Regions from separate parts of the Mus musculus genome. Here all the other regions are linked to region 6. The links are chromatin contacts, called in public HiChIP or PLAC-seq and Micro-C maps. All regions are on one chromosome and are shown on one strand. The core of a region is the stretch at or near the end of the contact, and the rest is flanking DNA. Distances in the headings are between cores, read along the strand shown. Region 1 holds the start of Fanci (Fanconi anemia, complementation group I). Region 2 holds the start of Abhd2 (abhydrolase domain containing 2). Region 3 has its middle 6.9 kb from the start of Gm39040. Region 4 has its middle 9.8 kb from the start of Gm24224. Region 5 has its middle 24 kb from the start of Gm39040. Region 6 holds the start of Aen (apoptosis enhancing nuclease).

Evidence for each region. Hi-C and Micro-C count contacts between places; a contact is called where the count stands out from the background. HiChIP or PLAC-seq counts read pairs in DNA pulled down with a chosen protein or histone mark.
Region 1: a Micro-C map of embryonic stem cells shows a contact between it and region 6, with 4 times the contacts expected there. The contact joins the promoter of Fanci here to the promoter of Aen in region 6. A contact is called at or near these places in 2 of 39 promoter capture datasets (liver and pre-B cells), 3 of 484 Hi-C or Micro-C datasets (embryonic stem cells, muscle stem cells and regulatory T cells), 2 of 115 datasets of contacts at active chromatin or transcription factors (embryonic stem cells and forebrain) and 1 of 9 other capture datasets (liver).
Region 2: a FOXA1 HiChIP or PLAC-seq map of pancreatic cancer cells shows a contact between it and region 6. The contact joins the promoter of Abhd2 here to the promoter of Aen in region 6. A contact is called at or near these places in 7 of 39 promoter capture datasets (the C10 cell line, the HPC-7 cell line, embryonic stem cells and 2 more), 1 of 484 Hi-C or Micro-C datasets (regulatory T cells), 11 of 115 datasets of contacts at active chromatin or transcription factors (bone marrow-derived macrophages, embryonic basal ganglia, embryonic stem cells and 6 more) and 3 of 9 other capture datasets (adipose tissue, liver and macrophages).
Region 3: a FOXA1 HiChIP or PLAC-seq map of pancreatic cancer cells shows a contact between it and region 6. The contact joins the enhancer-like site here to the promoter of Aen in region 6. A contact is called at or near these places in 2 of 39 promoter capture datasets (the HPC-7 cell line and erythroid cells), 6 of 115 datasets of contacts at active chromatin or transcription factors (embryonic stem cells, forebrain, pancreatic cancer cells and 1 more) and 2 of 9 other capture datasets (adipose tissue and liver).
Region 4: an H3K4me3 HiChIP or PLAC-seq map of embryonic forebrain shows a contact between it and region 6, with 4 times the contacts expected there. The contact joins the enhancer-like site here to the promoter of Aen in region 6. A contact is called at or near these places in 1 of 39 promoter capture datasets (the HPC-7 cell line), 13 of 115 datasets of contacts at active chromatin or transcription factors (the NIH/3T3 cell line, astrocytes, bone marrow-derived macrophages and 7 more) and 1 of 9 other capture datasets (liver).
Region 5: an H3K4me3 HiChIP or PLAC-seq map of embryonic stem cells shows a contact between it and region 6, with 6 times the contacts expected there. The contact joins the enhancer-like site here to the promoter of Aen in region 6. A contact is called at or near these places in 4 of 115 datasets of contacts at active chromatin or transcription factors (embryonic limb bud, embryonic stem cells, extraembryonic endoderm stem cells and 1 more) and 2 of 9 other capture datasets (liver and pancreatic islet).

The regions. Positions count from the first base shown.
Region 1 is chr7:79,391,064-79,393,987 of GRCm38.p6, reverse strand. Fanci (Fanconi anemia, complementation group I) reads right to left here and starts at 1,650. Exons shown (of 38, transcript NM_145946.2): 1 at 1,597-1,650. It also overlaps a transcript of Rlbp1 not described here.
Region 2 is chr7:79,271,871-79,274,570 of GRCm38.p6, reverse strand. It overlaps Abhd2 (abhydrolase domain containing 2), which reads right to left and starts at 1,305. Exons shown (of 11, transcript NM_018811.6): 1 at 1,232-1,305. Gm31510 (predicted gene, 31510) reads left to right here and starts at 1,542. Exons shown (of 2, transcript NR_169073.1): 1 at 1,542-1,604.
Region 3 is chr7:79,253,071-79,255,788 of GRCm38.p6, reverse strand. No RefSeq gene overlaps it. Among named protein-coding and RNA genes, the nearest start is that of Gm39040, 6.9 kb to the right of the region's middle. Within about 2 kb of position 1,383, at least 45 of the 459 cell types and tissues checked have an H3K27ac peak or open chromatin away from gene starts, as enhancers often do. A contact at or near this core is called in liver and pancreatic cancer cells, where this site is marked.
Region 4 is chr7:79,362,175-79,365,022 of GRCm38.p6, reverse strand. No RefSeq gene overlaps it. Among named protein-coding and RNA genes, the nearest start is that of Gm24224, 9.8 kb to the right of the region's middle. Within about 2 kb of position 1,437, at least 137 of the 459 cell types and tissues checked have an H3K27ac peak or open chromatin away from gene starts, as enhancers often do. A contact at or near this core is called in the HPC-7 cell line, astrocytes, embryonic forebrain and 3 more, where this site is marked.
Region 5 is chr7:79,221,649-79,224,574 of GRCm38.p6, reverse strand. No RefSeq gene overlaps it. Among named protein-coding and RNA genes, the nearest start is that of Gm39040, 24 kb to the left of the region's middle. Within about 2 kb of position 1,369, at least 8 of the 459 cell types and tissues checked have an H3K27ac peak or open chromatin away from gene starts, as enhancers often do. A contact at or near this core is called in embryonic stem cells, where this site is marked.
Region 6 is chr7:78,894,535-78,897,352 of GRCm38.p6, reverse strand. It overlaps Aen (apoptosis enhancing nuclease), which reads right to left and starts at 1,426. Exons shown (of 4, transcript NM_026531.5): 1 at 1,339-1,426. It overlaps Gm39039 (a long non-coding RNA gene), which reads left to right and starts at 1,571. Exons shown (of 2, transcript XR_882236.1): 1 at 1,571-1,770.

The sequences.
Region 1 (2,924 bases), core at 401-2,900, 500 kb before region 6:
CAGAGTTGCTGAATTCCATGCCTAGCACCACATCAGATGGCTCACAACTGCATGGCACTCTCTTCTGGCCGCAGAGAGCAGGTCCTGCAGGGTCTAAGCCCTCGCTTAACTTCCTTCATCACTCTATTCTTTCTTTTTAATGTTAAATAAGGAATTAGAAAAAAAAAATCAGATAGTGGAATCAACCAGACCCAAAGTCTACAAACGCAGCGAGCTTCTCCACAGCTCTAAGCCACTCTGAAGCTGGGGTGCTTCATGCTGGGTTTCACTCCTTCTCTACCAAGGATGTTCTTATGCACGTAACCACCACCCAAGCCGGAGGTCGTGAAAAGGTACACAGAGCTAATTCTGTTTCTGATTTTATCACTCTTCTAAGAACAATAAATTGTTTTCTGTCCTTCAAATCCCCAACACCCTTATAAACGATTTCTCATCTGAAACAAAGATACCCATCCTTGCTCTCAATTTCTACAAAGTCTTCAGACCTCGGCTCAACTCACTCTCTCTCAGATGCTCCGGTGTTACCTCCTCTACAAACACCAGTGAAATTCCTTCCACAATGTCACTAACTTTTTAAACAATTTTATTTGATGTATGAGTGCTCTGCTGCATATACATCCCCCTGCCTGAAGAGGGCATCAGATCCTCCTATAGATGGTTGTGAGCCACCAGGTGGTTGTCGGGAATTGAACTCAGGACCTCTGGAAGAACAGTCAATGCTCTTAACTGCTGGGACATCTCACCAGCCCCCCTCCCTCCCCCGGCAAGTTCTAATATTACATTTTAAATTAATGGCTAGGTCCCCCACTGGTCTACAGTTCCATGAGTATTTCCAGTTTGGTTTATCGTTATCTTGAGCACAGTAACAAGCTTATATTAAGGACATAAGAAATATCTGATGTGGGCCAGAGGGCGTAACTCTGCCGGTAGAACTGCCTAGCAGGCCTGCCGCCCTGGGCTGGATGACGTCATAACCCTAGACTTGTATACACCTAGCATGTTGATGCTCTCCTGTAATCCCAGCACTCAGGTGGAAACATGACCAGGCACACTCTGTAGCCAATATAAGACACTGACTCAAAAACAAAACTAAAAGGAAACAGAAACTATAAAATAAGGCAGCTAATGTAGATTTTACTACCTTAACTTCTATATACGGTGCCGAAAATATACTAAGTGCTTATAGTGGTGGCTGGGTGATTGCTTTGTATATTAAAATAAACGCTATGTAAATGGAGAAATTAAATAAAACATCTGGTGGGGTCGTTAGCTTTTGGAGCTCCGTTCTGCTCGACAGTGCACGTCTTGAGTATCCTGCCTATCCTATGCGAAGTCAATGGCCTCTCTTCCCACTGGCACTGGGCTCCACGCGCGAAACCCGGCTGCGGGACCCTCCAGAAGCAGGCGCTGACACTGCAGGGCAGGGCCAATAGGGAGGGCAGAACGGAGCGAGCCTCGCAAAAACCCGCCAAAGCTGATGTCCCCGACCCCTGCGCAGAAACCAGGCACGGCGGGACGCCACGTCGCAAGGGGACCCTGCCTGTCCTCACCGTCCCACTTCCTCCCTCCTTGTAAGCACAGACCCTGAACAGTCACCTCAACCTCAGCTCGGGATCCTTCCAAAATTCCCGCTCTACTCCACGCAGCCGCACTTCCGTTGCCCAGAGCAACAGGTCCCGCCCCCGAGGTGCACTTCCGACTTCCTAACTCTGTAGGGCGTACCATTTTAGATGACAAAGTGGGGGAATCTTTGCGGAGATGATGGCCCAAATTCGCGGGAGAGGGAGGTGCAACCGGCTCACACGCTTTGGGGGGAACCTCAGAGTAGCATGCGCGTTATGGTATGGCCGGGTTAAGCTTTCTTAGAGCTCTGTAGTTGAAGTCAGTGCAGAAGAGATTGAACCAATTGATGGAGGGTCAGGTCTTTTGCATCGGAAGCACCTCGCGCGCGCCCGCATGAGTGAGTGAGTGAGTGAGTGAGTGAGTGAGTGAGTGAGTGAGTGAGTGAGTGAGTGAGTGAGTGAGTGAGAGTGAGTGTGAGTGTGAGTGTGTGTGTCCGTCCGTCCCAGAAGCAGTGAATGTTCAATACATTCGTAAATAACCACCTGAGTGCACCGTCAAGATCAATGAAGCAGTGGACCGAAATTCTACTTTAGATTGAGGGTGCAGCTTGTGCACAGTGCCCAGAATCAACAAGCTCCTGGCTAGCTAAGCATGTGAAGGTGCTTAGGATGGTAGAGGAGAAGCAGAGGCATTACTATTTAGTGAAGCAAAGGATTCCTCTCGGGAATCACTCTTCTACATTTAGGTCTCCACACTGAAATATGAGAAGTTGTTAAAAACCAGCAGCTGAGGGTGAGGGCGATCCCTGAGGGGAATCCTTTACTTCACTAAAGAAACAGATGGCTTCATCCCATCTTCCCACAAAACCTTCCTTCCAAACTCCTTCTAGTTCCAAACTCCTTCTAGGACTGCACCATTCAGCTGTAAATCTGTTAACAATCTATACAGATTAAATAAGCATTCCATGTGTGCATCTAATAACACTTATTAAATTGTTTGTATGAATGTCTACCCCGATACATGAATAACATAGTACCTGTTTTTAATTTATTTTATTTATTAATTTTTGGTTTTTGTTTTGTTTTGAGACAGGGTTTCTCTGTATATCCCTAGCTGTCCTGGAATTCAATTTGTAGATCAGACTGGCCTCGAACTCAGAAATCCACCTGCCACTGCCTCCCAATGGTGGGTTTAAAGGCATGTGCCACCATTGCCTGGCTACCTGTTTTTTTATTAACATTAACTTTTTTTTGTTGTTGTTGTTTTTTTTTTTTTTTGGTTTTTTGAGACAGGGTTTCTCTGTATAGCTCTGGTTGTCCTGGAACTCACTTTGTAGACCAGGCTGGCCTCGAACTCAGAAA
Region 2 (2,700 bases), core at 56-2,555, 380 kb before region 6:
CATTTATCTTCACCTGGGTAAAGCGGGTTATAATTATTTCTTCTGCTTCCCGACCTTCAGAGGATTATGTCCTTCCTAGTCAAGCAAATGAGGGGAGGCAGTGAGGAGGGGAAATGCATTCTGCTTAGTGTGACTGTAACCCAATGGTCCTTGAAAAGCTCTGGGCACAGATCATGTTGACTCTGCCAATCCTGCAATCTCTCCCAAGCCTGTTCTTGGAACCTGCCTCTGGGCCAGGTAAAACTTGACCAGCTGGAGGTGAGGGCACCACAAAAGAGGAACCAGAAAGTGGAACCCCCAACTGCGCACTTAAGGTGAACCACTTGATTAACTCAGCATTCAATATAATCTATTCCATTTGTACGCAGGCATGCACACATGCATTTGAGAGCTAAGACCTCAAAAAAGATCATTATGGGTGTATTCAACATCCCCTTGGAATCTAGCCAACTCCGGTAAGTCCCATCCTCGATACAGTCAATAAATGTTGTTCAGAGTGCATGGGTGGATGGAGAAGGGCCTCACAGATGGCTCATACAATTCTCCCCTTCCTAAGCATCCCAGACAGGTGGCTATCATCTGGCCTCTGGCTAGGCACTTCCAAGGTCGATGCTCTGGCTGCTCGGCCTGGCAGGCAGCCCGGGGCGCTGCTGGACAGATCTTGTGGGGAAAGCCCACGAAGCACCTAGAACAGTTGCCCCACAAGCTCAATAAAGTGCGCCTCCAAGTAGGTCAAAAATTGCTTCCCTACAACTTGAACCCATCGGTCGTAGGTGAGCCCCGGGATCCCAAAATGCATCGGCCCATCGAAAGGGCTTGTAGTCAGGCCCTTTCAGGTTTCCAGCATCCTGCACTCTCTACCCTGAGTCTGGCCGGCCAGATACCTCCCCCAGGACCAAGACTTCAGCATTGATCAGAGCGAGGGATGGCAGCCAGGAGGCCTCCGTCGGCCTTGTCCCCAACCTCGGTTCCTCGAGCAGGAGAGGACAAAGGACCTTTAGGAAGGCGTATCCCACCAATGGGTTGGGCTGCCCCGTCATCAGACAAGCTGGCCCTCTAGATCCCCGCAGTGCCAGGTGACAGTCCCCCAAACAGTCCCCACGGATCCGGAGCACTCAAGCTGCGGCGCGATGGGCCGAGCCACGCTGGGGACCGGGTAACTCGGGGTTCTGGCCCGACGCATCCAAGGCGCGATCCCTGTTTGGTGGAACTCGCCCAGCCGAGGTCTTACCTTCTCTCATTGACTCCAGCAGTCCAACCCGCCCGGAGTCCGGTTCCCGCAGCTCCGCAGCTGCCGGCTGCGCTCATAGAAATACAGCCGGAACCCCTGGCCAGCGCAGCTCCCGCCGCTACCGGCCCCGCCCAGGCAACTGCCGCCACGCCCCTGACGACCGCCTCTGCTACGCCCCCAAGCAAGGCTCTCCCAGTGTCCATTGGATCACCCAGCCGCCACTCTATTTGTTCATCGCGCTTGTTGCGTCTATATGGTGGCCCATTGGTCAGTAGGACTGCTCCTCAAGGTGGAGGCGGAGATTCTTAGCGGGCAATTCTCCTATAATTGGTTACTTTTGATGTCTTTAGCCAGTGGGCCTAGATGCTATTGGGTAAGGTCCTCCCCGAGGGGCGGGATAAGGGGAGCCGGCTAAAGGATGGGTTATGTTTGATGGTTGATGATACGGAGTAGAGGAGAGGGCCTATTGTGATGGCTTTCTGAGTTCTGGGGCAGAAAGGTCCGGAGTCTTATAGAGATGAACTGGGGAAAGAGATAGCCCAGCCGTGGGGTTCTCAGCACTGGTGTGCCCAGGAAGATGAACCTGTAGCTCAGGACGTAGGTGTTTGAAGTGTGGAGTCCTAACTTAGTAGAGCAGAGGTGGTGAGTCACTAAACCAGAAAGCAAGAGGTGGAGGCGACAAAGAGGTGGAGGCAGCAGCCTTTGACCTCTTTCAGCTAGGGAAGTGGGTGGGAACATGCAGGACTTTATGGACCTGTTACAGTCCCTATGATCTTTCAGCTTTTAACCAGCCCTTGTGGTTGGAGGCCACTTGGAAGAAGTGACCTTTGAAGTCAGACTGCAGTCTTGGCCGTGCCTTTTAGCCTTTTAGAGTTCTCACTGACTATATTTGGTAAGTGCTGGTTGCTGATAGAAGATCAGTACAGTGCGTGGTGTTCCACGGGCGTTTATCAAGACTAGCTATTCATCACTCACCCTCTCCATCCATGCACCTAGACTGGGTTCTACCATTCTGTGAACCTGAGGCTCTGTTCGCAACGGCACGTGCCTGATGGAGAGAATACTGACAACCCGAAAGGGAGCTCCAGTGAGGCAGCCACCGACACACTGCCAAGGCACGCAGTGTGGCTCCAAGAGAAGAGGCAGGAGACAGAAGGAACACATAGCCAGAGGAAGGAATTTAGATTTGAAGCAATGTTAAATTTTCTCTTAATACATTTCCGGACCCCGACAAGGAAAGCATGAGCCAACTCAAGGAGGAGGAGCCAGCACCGGTCTCCTGTTTGTTATTCCAGCAGGAAGCTGAGGCAGGAGGATTGCTTTACTTTGAAGCTACATAATGAGTCCTCCTCTGTCACAATGAGGCCTTGTCACAAACAAACAAAGCAATGTGAGCAAGTAGCAGCCTTTGAAGGCTACTTAGTGCGGATCCAGAAGTCCCTCTAAAATATCCCTCAGACTCCCCCATT
Region 3 (2,718 bases), core at 134-2,633, 360 kb before region 6:
TGTCCTGGACTCTTGCCGAGTCCCCAGGACCCTGAACCTGGCGATCTGTGTGGCTGCCCTGAGACGTACAGTATGGTGTAGTGTGCTGCCCTGGGATTTCCCAGGCACAATCATAACAATTCTGGGTGCTTGCGCTTACGTTTGTGGGAAACTTTTCTTGGATCCTAGCTACCAGCTGGTTTGAAGGAACCCAAACTAGCCCGTGTGGAGAGGCCACATGCGGAGACTAGGAGTAGGTGTTTGGGCTGACAGCCCAGCTGGGGCTTCAGCCAAGCCAGCAGACATGTGGGTGAAGATGCCTGCAGATGACTGTAGCCCCCGCTGCTGAGTCAGTCTTGGCTTGGGGCAAAAGTTAACCACCCTTTCTAGTTCTTGTTTGACTTTCTGACCTGAGCCCTTCAGCAGATCAAATGGATTTCATGGGACCTAAGTTTTATGTAGTTTGTTATCAAGAGAGTTTGACCTGTGCCCATTAGACCCGCACAGGTGAGTCCATCCATGTTCTGACAAACCACGGTCAGTGTAGAACATGAGAAGCCAAACGTGCACGTGGTACTCCGAAAGAAGCCCACCACAAAGATTCAGGCTCTCCAGTTAGTCCAAGGGAGACTCCCCAGGAGAGTGGGTTGGTTGCTACATGATCCCAGCTCTTGGGAGGTGGAGGCAGGAGGATCGTTAGCTCCAGGACAGCCTAAGATATATAATGAGACCCTCTCTAAGAAAGACAAATATGACCATCTGAAGTCATGGATCGCTTCTGTACATGCAAGCACTCACGCATGTATGCATATCTGTACATGTGCGTGCACACGCACACACACACACACACACACACACACACACACAGAATTTGTGGGTGAAGAATCCCATGGGAGTTTCTTTCATTTACGTGTTTATCCATTTGCTGAAGAATTCTTTCATTTGTCACACAATTGCTGAGTATTTATGAAGAGACAGACCCTGAGATCCCTCTATTCTATGATGTGCCACCTTCCAGAGGTCAAACAGAAGAGCTTGGACAGTAAATGATGGGGCTTTTAGGGGGAGTGTTAGGCTCAGCTGCTGTAGGGCCCTGTGCAGATACCATCCTCCACCCTCCACCCTCCGCCCTCCACCCTCTAAACTCCACCCTCTGGTGTTAGAGTGGAAAGTCACGAGCTTCTAACCTTTTTGCTTCTTTGTTTATTCCAACCCTAATTGCTGTAAACACAGTGACATCAGAACATACTCATGTTTCTCAGATAGTATGGTGTCTGGAGGAGAGCGATGACTAATATAGTTGTGCTATCATATCAGTGTGCTCAGGGCTCAACTGAGGACACCAGAGCAAACTGTCTCAGCACAGGCTGCCTCAGCCACCCTGGTAGCCCACAGCTCCTTGGCTCCATCCCACAGGGCTCCATTCCCTGCCAAGGCTCATGTGCAGTGCAATGTGCCTTTGTGCTTTTGCTCTCTCTTTGGCTTGGGAAAAGCCTCTAGTACCTGCCATTTGTTTGTGAGCAGGGAGCTATCCTCTTGATTGCCTCCAGGAGACAGGGCAGGAGGAGGGCTTGGAGATAAAGATGCCTGTGGTTGAATTGTATCCCATTTTAAAAAGATTGTATCTTGATCATTTTGGGATAGAACCATTGCAATCGATGATAAATTAAGCTATAGTCTTGCTGGCTTGGGATCACAGGCCTTCAGTGAAAGATGAATGTCTTTAAAAGAAGATGAGGGGCTGGAGACATGGCTCAGTGGCTAAGAACACTGACTGCTCTTCCTAGAGGTCCTGAGTTCAATTCCCAGCAACCACATGGTAGCTCACAATCATCTGTAACGGGATCCCATGCCCTCTTTTGGTGAAGACAGTGTACTCACATGCATAAAATATAATAAATGATCCTTTTAAAAAAATAAAAGAAGAAAAGAAGATTTGAATGTCGACACTGATGTAGAAACTGAGACAAGGGGAGATGCCAAGTGATCATGTAGAGCAGGGTGAGGTATCTACAAACCCAACAATGCCAAGGCTTGCTGACAACCACAGAAGGGGAGCGAGGGGTGTGGTTATAGTCTTCCTGCACTGTAATGAAATGTCTGAAACAATAAAATTATAAATAGGAAGGGTTTATTTTGGCTCACGGTTTGGAGGTTCCAGTCTATGGACCATGGGCCTACGATGAGAAGAGCGTCGCGGTAGGAGCCTAGGGTGGAACAAGGCAGACTGGGATCCTGGAGTGCCCTCTGCCTCTCCTACAGATTCCTTCCAGATGGAATTCGAGATGGAACAGGGGATATTCTCATATGATAAAATCATAGAGAAAAGTATGCTAACACAAGTTCAGGATAGTGGTCCTTATGGGAGAAGATGGAAGCAGCAGAAGGCTCCCATGATCTGAAGATGCACAAACATGGCTTTTTATGTTATTGACCCCCAAACCTACACTCCACCTTCTCATGTGTGGCTCACTCCTCAGCATGGATTCATGAAGGCTGCATCACTGACGAGTTTATTCAATAAAAATGTGTAAAGAACCAAGTGTTTCTTATGAGCACTCTAGTTAATTAACATAGACTCTATGCTTCTCAGAGTTCTAAGAGGCACTGATGGGGCATGGTGGCACAGGCCTGCAATTCTGCAGGAGGATTGTGAGTCTCAGGCCAGGCTTCATAGTGAAACTTGGTCTCAACACCAATTTTAAAACCCCTAAATAAAGGCTGGAGAGATGGTTAAGA
Region 4 (2,848 bases), core at 188-2,687, 470 kb before region 6:
TGAGCTGGCCCCTCCCCCACCCCAGCCCTGGTCAATAAGGCAGCGGCAGTGGGGGAAAAGTTGCAAACTCAGGTATAGTGAAGGTCTGCCTGAGGCTGCGGGAGAGAGCCAGGTCACCTGGAATGGGTGTGGAGAGGTAACAGGGCACTACATGGATTTGTGCTTTAGGAAAACTAAAGAGGCCAGAATGAAGACCAAAGCGAGCCCAGCTCCTATCACCAGGAACCAGGTTCCCTCAGGAGAGCAGCCTGGGAGAGTGGCGGTTGGCCCTGGGGACCGAGGAGGTCAGCAATGATTTCAGGTGATGTTGACTGCTCTGTGTCTGTGGTCTGGGGGGCAGAATGCCCACCGAGACTAAGGGTGATCCTATAGGCGCTAGAAATGGACTGTCCCCAATTTATGGCAACAGAAGATTACTTGGCTAATGGGGACCAGTTATAGATTTCCTAATTGACAGGAGTCTAGTAAAAAGTTGTGAATTTTCTGAACCTCGCCATGTCAGTCTTAATCTACCAATTAGAAATTGATTTCAGCTTCTTTATTAGGCATTGGTGAAAGCTCTACCTATGTATACGCTAGGAAAAAAACAGCTGGAAAACATGGCAGACAGACTCTTCCAAAGGAGACAGCTGTCTGTGTTCTGGGTGTCTGGGGATAGTTGGCAAGCTGTACTCTGTAGCCTGTTGCTAAGGACCACTTCAGGAGGATGCTGGGCTGTAGCACCTGGAGGCAGCAAGGCCAGCAGAGCAGCCTTTGCTCTGGATGCTGTTGGGGTTCCTTAGCCAGCAGGGGCCTGCTCCTGTGTCCTTAGCTATAAACATAGTTTGGGAAAATTGACCCCAGGCAGAGGGGACAACTGTCCTTTGCTTAGCTAACAGGTGGAAGAAACTTGGCCCTCAATGGCTTGGTCTCTAAATGCCAAGCAGGCCCCTTTTGGAAGCATTTGAGTGATCTAATGTGGCTTTGAAAGAGAGTAAGGCCAAGACGACGGGTGGGTGGAGGGGCTTAGATCCAGATCACTCATGTTGTTGGGGTGAGAGGTGGGGGTGATGTCATAGGAGCCTCCAGGCCACCTGAGGAAATTCTCTGGTTTGGCTGTGGCTTTGCTTCAGACTTTCATAGGAGAAGAGTTTGAATTCTTAGGCCACAATGTTGTCATACCAGGGGATTTTCTAGAGGCAAGTTAAGGCTTTGTGGGTAAAGAAAACAATTCCAGATGATACTGTGACAGGATGCTGAGGTGACATGCTTCCTAAGAACTCTCTCATGTGCCTAAAGGAAGAAAACCCAGGGGTTCCTTCAACTCCACAAGTCCTGTCTCCACACCCCCACACCCACTTCCTCCTTCTTTTAAAACTGTCACTCAAGTCAGGATCAAGGCCACAGGAAAAGAAAAGCCTCTCACATCTCTAACACCTGCTTCCGGGGCAAACATAAACACGTGCTCTGTATCTCCGGACCTGGCAAACTCTATCTCAAGTCAGCCACTTACAAAGAGGGCTCTCATCCGGATGCCAGCCAGATAAGCTCAGCCACCCAGAAGGTTCAGCTGAGCCAGAGCGAGCCTGCCCAGGAAGGACCTCTGGCTTGGCAACCATCCACCCTTAGCCTGGTCACACTGAAGACCGAGGCACTCTCCTCATTACTGTGGCTCTCACCCGCTACAGTCACAAGACTACCCTCAGAATAGCAAGGAAACGGTCATGACGGTCAAGACTAGGAAGAGAGGCCAGAGACGGGGTTTTGGATGTTGCCTCGTGTCCTAACTAGGAAAAGTTGAATGCACACGCGCCTTCTCTCTCTTAAGATGAAGATGAGCTTAGGGGTCAGGGTTCACTCCCTTCTACGTGCAACTTCAGACACACTTAACAATGATGGAGAGAATGATTCACAAGTGAGTGAAGCAGCCTCAGAGATGCTATAGAACAAGGTAACAGGTTCAAGAGAGGTGAAGTGACTTGCCCGTGTGTCCGGCATGAGTCAGAGCCAGTGGGGGTGAGCAACCAGGTCTCCTGACGCTGGTTCTGTAACACCATGTGAATAAAGGAAGACACCCTTAGAGGAATGTTTCAGTAGATCCCAAGGTTCCCTGTGAGTGTAGGATACCACAGGCGTGAGAGGGATACACTGACACGTTTTCCACCTTCACTCTGCTCTGGCATGGAAGACACAAAGTTGGTGCAGGAAAGAACGGGCGTTCAAGTCTGCAAGCTTCCCTGCTAACTAGGCAGTCTTGATCATCATTTTGATGCTAGGTAATCCTAATTTGACTGAAGTCCATGGTTTCCAATTATTTGGGAAGCAGGGAGTACAACTGGAATAATATAGGTGCACTCCGCACTTGGGTCTTAATGTTATTCCAGCCACAGAATTGTCTACATCTATGTAATTTATATCCTTGATTTAAAAACAGAATACTCTCTAAACGCTAGAGCGAGGCAGCCCAGAGGAAGGAAAGCAGCCGACCTACATAGAGGGCTGTCCTCCCATTCATTAGGCAAAGCTGGCACCTCCACAGTCATGCCTCTGTACTCTCATTCAGGGCCAAACAAGAATTTTCCTGTCCGACTGCCACGGTCACGGTCTCATTTCCATGTCTGAGAGCCCAAAACTTAAATAAAGAGCCTCAGTTGATTTCATGTGAAGCAAAATGGAATGCCAGTGCCATTCAGAGTGACACACTAAGGAGGCTTCAGCTGGTACACGTCCCCTCCCCCAGCCCCAGGGAGGGCCTGGATCTCTAGGCGTATGGCAGCTCCACCTCTCCCCAGTGGGCCTCCAGGCCTGTTGCTTGGACCAGGCTCCCAGGACAACCTCCCACTTCCTCCTAAGTATGACAAAAGGGGGC
Region 5 (2,926 bases), core at 120-2,619, 330 kb before region 6:
TTTTGCTTGGAACCATTCACAGGGTGTGACTGACTTCTCTTTCCTCAGTGACTGACCTGGGACGTCTCTGCTGTGTCTGTGTGGATTGCTATTTGTATTTTGTTCTGTGATAAATAGCTTTTCGAAACCAGGGTCCATTTTAAAATCACAAAATAGTACTTTATTTTGTGTACATGTTTTTATCTGCGTGTGTGTATACTCACGGAGGCCAGGAGAAGATGGTGGATCCCCTGGAATTGGAATTTTGGCAGATGGTTTTGAGCCACGTGTGGGTACTGGGAATTGAATCCAGTTCTCTGGCCAGTGCTCTTACCCGCTGAGCCATCTCTCCAGCCCCACGTTGTCTACTTTTACACAGAATTATTTTATTGTCATTGAATGATGAGTTCCTTATACAATATTAGATTCTTTTTAGACACACGATGTAAAACTATTTTCTTCTATCCCGTGGATTGTCTTTTCTGTTTTTTATAACACCACTTTTTAAATGTATTCTTTTATAATATAGTGTGGTATGGATACATGCATTTCACGGTGCCCCTTTGAGGTCACAAGACAGTGTACAGGAGCTGTCTCTCTCCTTCCTTGAATGTCCCTGTGGAACTCAGGTTACAAATCTGAAGACAAACGCCTTTTACCTGCCCAGCCATTGGGCCAGCCCGTAGATTTGTAATATATTTTAAAAATCAGAAAATATGCACCCTCCCTCTTTCTTCTTCTTTTTCAAAATTGTTTTAGCTATTTCAGATTTTATTTTTATGTGGGCATGTAAATGTTTGGGTCTGCTTGTCAAGTTTCATAAAGCAGGAAGCTGGAATCCTGGTGTAAGGTCTCAGGACCTTCCTGCACCATGCCTGCCTGGATACTGCCATGTTCCCGCCTTGATAAGAATGGACAGAACTTCTGAGCCTGTGAGCCATCCCCAATTAAATGTTGTCCTTATGAGAGTTACCTTGGTCATGGTGTCTGTTCACAGCAGTAAAACCCTAACCAAGACACCCATCTTGTGATGCAACCAGGATTCACTTACCTGGATGCCAATGACATACTCTTGAGAACTGTTAATACCTGAATTAAGAGAAAAATAAATTTCTTGACTTATAAACTACCCAGACTTGGGTATTTTGTTGTAGCAACACAAGATAAACTAAGGCATGTTGTATTGAATTTGAACATTAATTTGAGCAGCACTGGCATCTTAACAAGGCAAGCCTCTGGGATGGGGTGTAGCTTAACTAGTAGAGATTACTTGTTCACATTGCTCAAAGTCCTAGGTTTAATACCCAGCACCACCTAAGACTGCTCATGGTGGCACCTCTGTAATTCCAGTGCTCAAGAGGATCAGAAGTTCAAGGTCACCCTTAGCTAGGTAAGGAGTTCAAGGCCCCTCCCGACCCATACAAGACCAAATTCCAAAACAAAGACAGAGCAAAACTGTGCTCCTCCCTTCTCCCTTCTCCCTTCTCCACTGCCCCAAGAAGACAAAGGGAGCAGAATTGACTACCAGGGTTTCAGATGACCTGGGAGTAGGACAGAAATGACTGCTTCCAGGATCGCCTTCAGAGGGGCAGCTCAACTTCAGTCGGGATGAATCAAGGGTTATATAGTTTTGGGAAAAGGGCAAGGGATTTCTAGGTGGGTGGGTTAATATCGTTGACTACAGTTTAGGGTATGGAATAATGCCTCGTTTGTATCGAGAGGCATTCCAGGAATTCCAGGTGGCAGGTTCTCATTGGGAAGGAAACTGAACCTATAATCTCGCCAAGGCTACGTGACATTCTGCAGGTAGAGAGGGTAGGGGTTAGGAGCTCGCCAGACAAGGTCAGAGAAGGAGAAGCCCTGCTGGTAAAGGTAGTTCTCCATTTTGTACCAAGCTCAAGAGAGCTGTCCAGACAAAACTTGGACCTTGATTAGCAGGGCCCAACCCAAAACAGCAGCAATAACAAGCCCATTAACACCACCTTCATCACCACCACCACCACGATCATCATCACTACTACCATCACCACAGCAAACCCAAACAAAAGGTGTTCTCCAAGGAAGTCTTCTGATCTATGAACAGAGGATATCTTTCCATATACTTGGTCTTTTATGGCACATTTTTAAAAAGTCTTTGCTTGTGTAAGTCCCAAGGCTTGAACTCAGGTCCTTAAGCTTGGCAGCAGACAGGTTTACTCACTGAGCCATCTCCCTGGCTCCTAGAGCATTTTACATTTTGTCATTGGAAGTAATTCCTGCTGACTGTGGTGGCACAAGCCTTTATTCCAGCACTTTGGTGGCATAGGCAGGACAATCCCAAAGCCAACCTTCAGGCTAGTCAGGACTACAAAGTGAGACCTCGTCTAAAATATGAAAAAAATCTAATTTTTTGATGCCACCTTAAATGAAATTGTCTTAAATTTTATTTTGGGCTATGCAAATTCTATCGTATAAAACACAGTCAATTTAAAATAAAAACTGGGATGGTGGGGAGAGCTTGGAGAGATGGCTCAGAGGGCGAGAGCACTTGCTGCTCTTGCAAAGGGGTTTGAGTTTGGTTTCTGGCACCCACATTGTGGTTCACAATCACCTGTATGTTAATATGATAAAAAGAAAATGGCTTCTGACCTTTGAGGGTTCCTATACCTACAAGGTGCACACATGCTCACAAAGGCAAACACACATACATATAAATAATTGTAAATAAATAAATATCTTTTAAAAATTTTGAGGGGTCATGGTCTTGCTACCCAGCCCTGGCTGGTACTCCCTCTGGAGATCAGGCTGGCCTTGACCTTGCTGATGCCCACCTACCCATCTCTGCCTCCCCTGTGCTAGCATTGCAGGTGTGCGCTACACAGTACATATGTCTGCGTTGCCGTGGAGAGCCGTGTGCTGGTCTCATACTGGATTACTCAGCTTGTATACTCTGTTATTTGCTATAACT
Region 6 (2,818 bases), core at 177-2,676:
GTGGGCGTGGGCTTTAAGACTCTCATCCTAGCTGCCTGGAAGCCAGTCTTCTATCTGCCTTTAGATGAAGATATAGAACTCTCTGCTCCTTCTGCACCATGCCTACCTAGATGCTGCCATGCTCCCACCATGATAATGGACTGAACCTCAGAACCTGTAAGCCAGCCCCAATTAAATGTTGTCCTTGTAACAGTTGCCTTGGTCACGGTGTCTGTTCACAGCAGTAAACCCCTAATCAAGACACAGGGTAAGTAGCAGTAAGATAGGAGGAAAGACCAGTCCTGTGTTTGCTGATGCCAGCATGTGTGTGAGTAAAGGTCCACTTAGCCAGGGGGAGGCCCAGTGACCCATGCTGACTCAATGGCTCTCAGCTTGCTCGTTCACTCTCCAAATAGCACCCCCTCTTTTAAAAACAGGTTGTCAGCAACCTCCTCATTTCCACAAACCACACCTCAAAGGGAGAAAATCTGGCTAAGAAGACCTGTGCTAACCCTGCTGATCATAGACTTTCCTGTCCCTGCCGGCAAGGTCTGAAAGAAGCTAAAATCAGGTCCCCTTGAGAAAAAGTCTCTGTACTTTTGTATTTGTGTTAAGAGATAAAAAGCAGCCATTTCCTATAGTCCCTCACCCTGTGAACATGTCAGAACCAACAATTACAAAGAGAACGTCCACAGCCTGCAGCCCTGAATGGAGCTCAGCTTAGTTGGAGAGAAGAGGACACAGTCCTTTCAACAAGGCCACGTACAAATATTCCATATCTTAACTCTGGTCAGTATGGTAGGCACGTGGCCTTCAAGTGAGGGTCCCTGACCCAAGAGGATTCCAGATGAGAAGGCTCCCAAGAAGCTACAAAGCCAGAAACGTCACTGTCATAAGGGCCCCACCTGCCATGCCCTGCCTGCCATGCCCAGGTCTCTGTCTGTCTGTCGAGACCCTGTTCTAGCACAAAGTAACCGGATGGCATCAACCGTTCTAGGTAGAAGGCAAAGTTTGGGGATTAGGACCCGAGATCCCACCCTCAAGTCACGATTGCGATAATCATCCCAGTTTGAGAAAGGGTGGCGCAATAAAGGTCCCCGATGCTGCCCAAAAGCTTACCAGACCAATTTTAAACAAAACAAAACAAAAGTACGAGGACAGTCCGCGCTCACCAGCTGAGGCGTCCAGAGGACGCTCAACGTCCGCGCCGTCCCCTGAGGCCCACCGGCCCCGAGTCCGGCCAGGACCACGTGAGGCCGCGCCCCGGCCTAGTTGCAAACCAACCCGTCCCGAGAGCCACAGGCGGCTGGCGACAGAAACGGGCGGCCCGGGACTCCCTGTGGCCGTCCCCTAGCTCACCTGAAAACCCGGCCGCGCTTTCCCAGGTTTCACGTGGAACCCTTGCCGGGTGCGGAAGCTCCTTGCCCGGACAAGCCCGGCTTCGGCTACCTGTCTATTGGTTCTCTGGGGCGTAGCGCCCGCCTAAGGACTCTTCTGATTGGTTGATCCTGCTCCTCCTCAGTAAGTGTGCCAACTGGAAGGGGTGGGGCTACCGAAGGAAGAGGGCGTGGCCTGCGCCGGGATAGGGCAGCGTTTAGGAGGTTAGCATAAAACCGAATGGAACGTCCGGTTTCTGACCCGACGCCTAGTGAACCGCAACCTTCAAAGACTTAAAGCCTCAAAGAGCACATCCCGATCTGCCTCGGGGAACTGCAGCCCCTCCAGGCTTGGGGTTGTGAGAAGTCCGTGAAATAATACAGTATTCGTTAAACTTGGGGGAAAAAAAATCAGGTTTGCTTCTTCTGCACTGCTTTTTCAATATTTATTTGATTTGGGTTTTTTGTTTGTTTATTTTTTGTTTTGTTTTTTGAGACAGGATCTCAAGCTGTCCTCTCATTTTCTTTTTTTTTTTTTTCTAGTGTCAAGTTCACATAATGTCCTCGCTTTTTCTGTGTTAGCTGTGAATGAGCCTCTTGCCTCTGCCACCCTAGTGCTGGGATCACGCGTTTTGCCACCACACTCATCTTAAGTATTCCTTTGTGATTTTTTTTTTTTAGGAATGGGAGAGTTGCTCAGCGGTAAAAAAGGTGCTTGCTCTCTCTGTAATCCTGACAATCTGAATTTGATCCCTGAACCTTCTTAGCCTAGGCAGCTCTGGGCGTGGTTGCACACACCTTTGATCCCAGCACTCCGGAGGCAGAGGCGGGTAGATCTCCGAGTTCCAGGACAGACTGGTGTACAGAGCAAGTTCCAAGATAGCCAAAGCTACGCAGAGGAGAGAGGTAGAGAGGGGGAGAGGGAGAGACAGAGGAAGAAGAAGACGGAGGGAGGGCAGGCGAGCCAGATGCAGTGGTATTTATCTGTGACCTCAGTAACTCCTACAGTTAGATGATATATGGAGACAGAAAAACTAACTGGAGCTCTCTGGCCAGCTAGGGTAGGCAGAAACGAGATACCCCAATCAACAAGAAACTCCCTGAGCCAGGCGGTGGTGGCCCACGCCTTTAATCCCAGCACATGGGAGGCAGAGGCAGGCAGATTCTGAATTCGAGGCCAGCCTGGTCTACAGAGTGAGTTCCAGGACAGCCAGGGCTACATAGAAAAACCCTGTCTCGAAAAACCAAAAAAAAAGAAAGAAAGAAAGAAAGAAAGAAAGTCCCTGAAGTTGTCCTTTAGCCTGCATATGTGTGTTCAGCCCCTGCCCCTCCATGCACACACACACTTACACACAAAACAGGTTTTTAAAAGTAAGTTTAAAAAGGGAAAGCCGGAGGAGCTCATGGGCCCCAGAAGCAAATCTACTATTTTGCTAAACTGACAGCATCAATCTGCCCTTAAA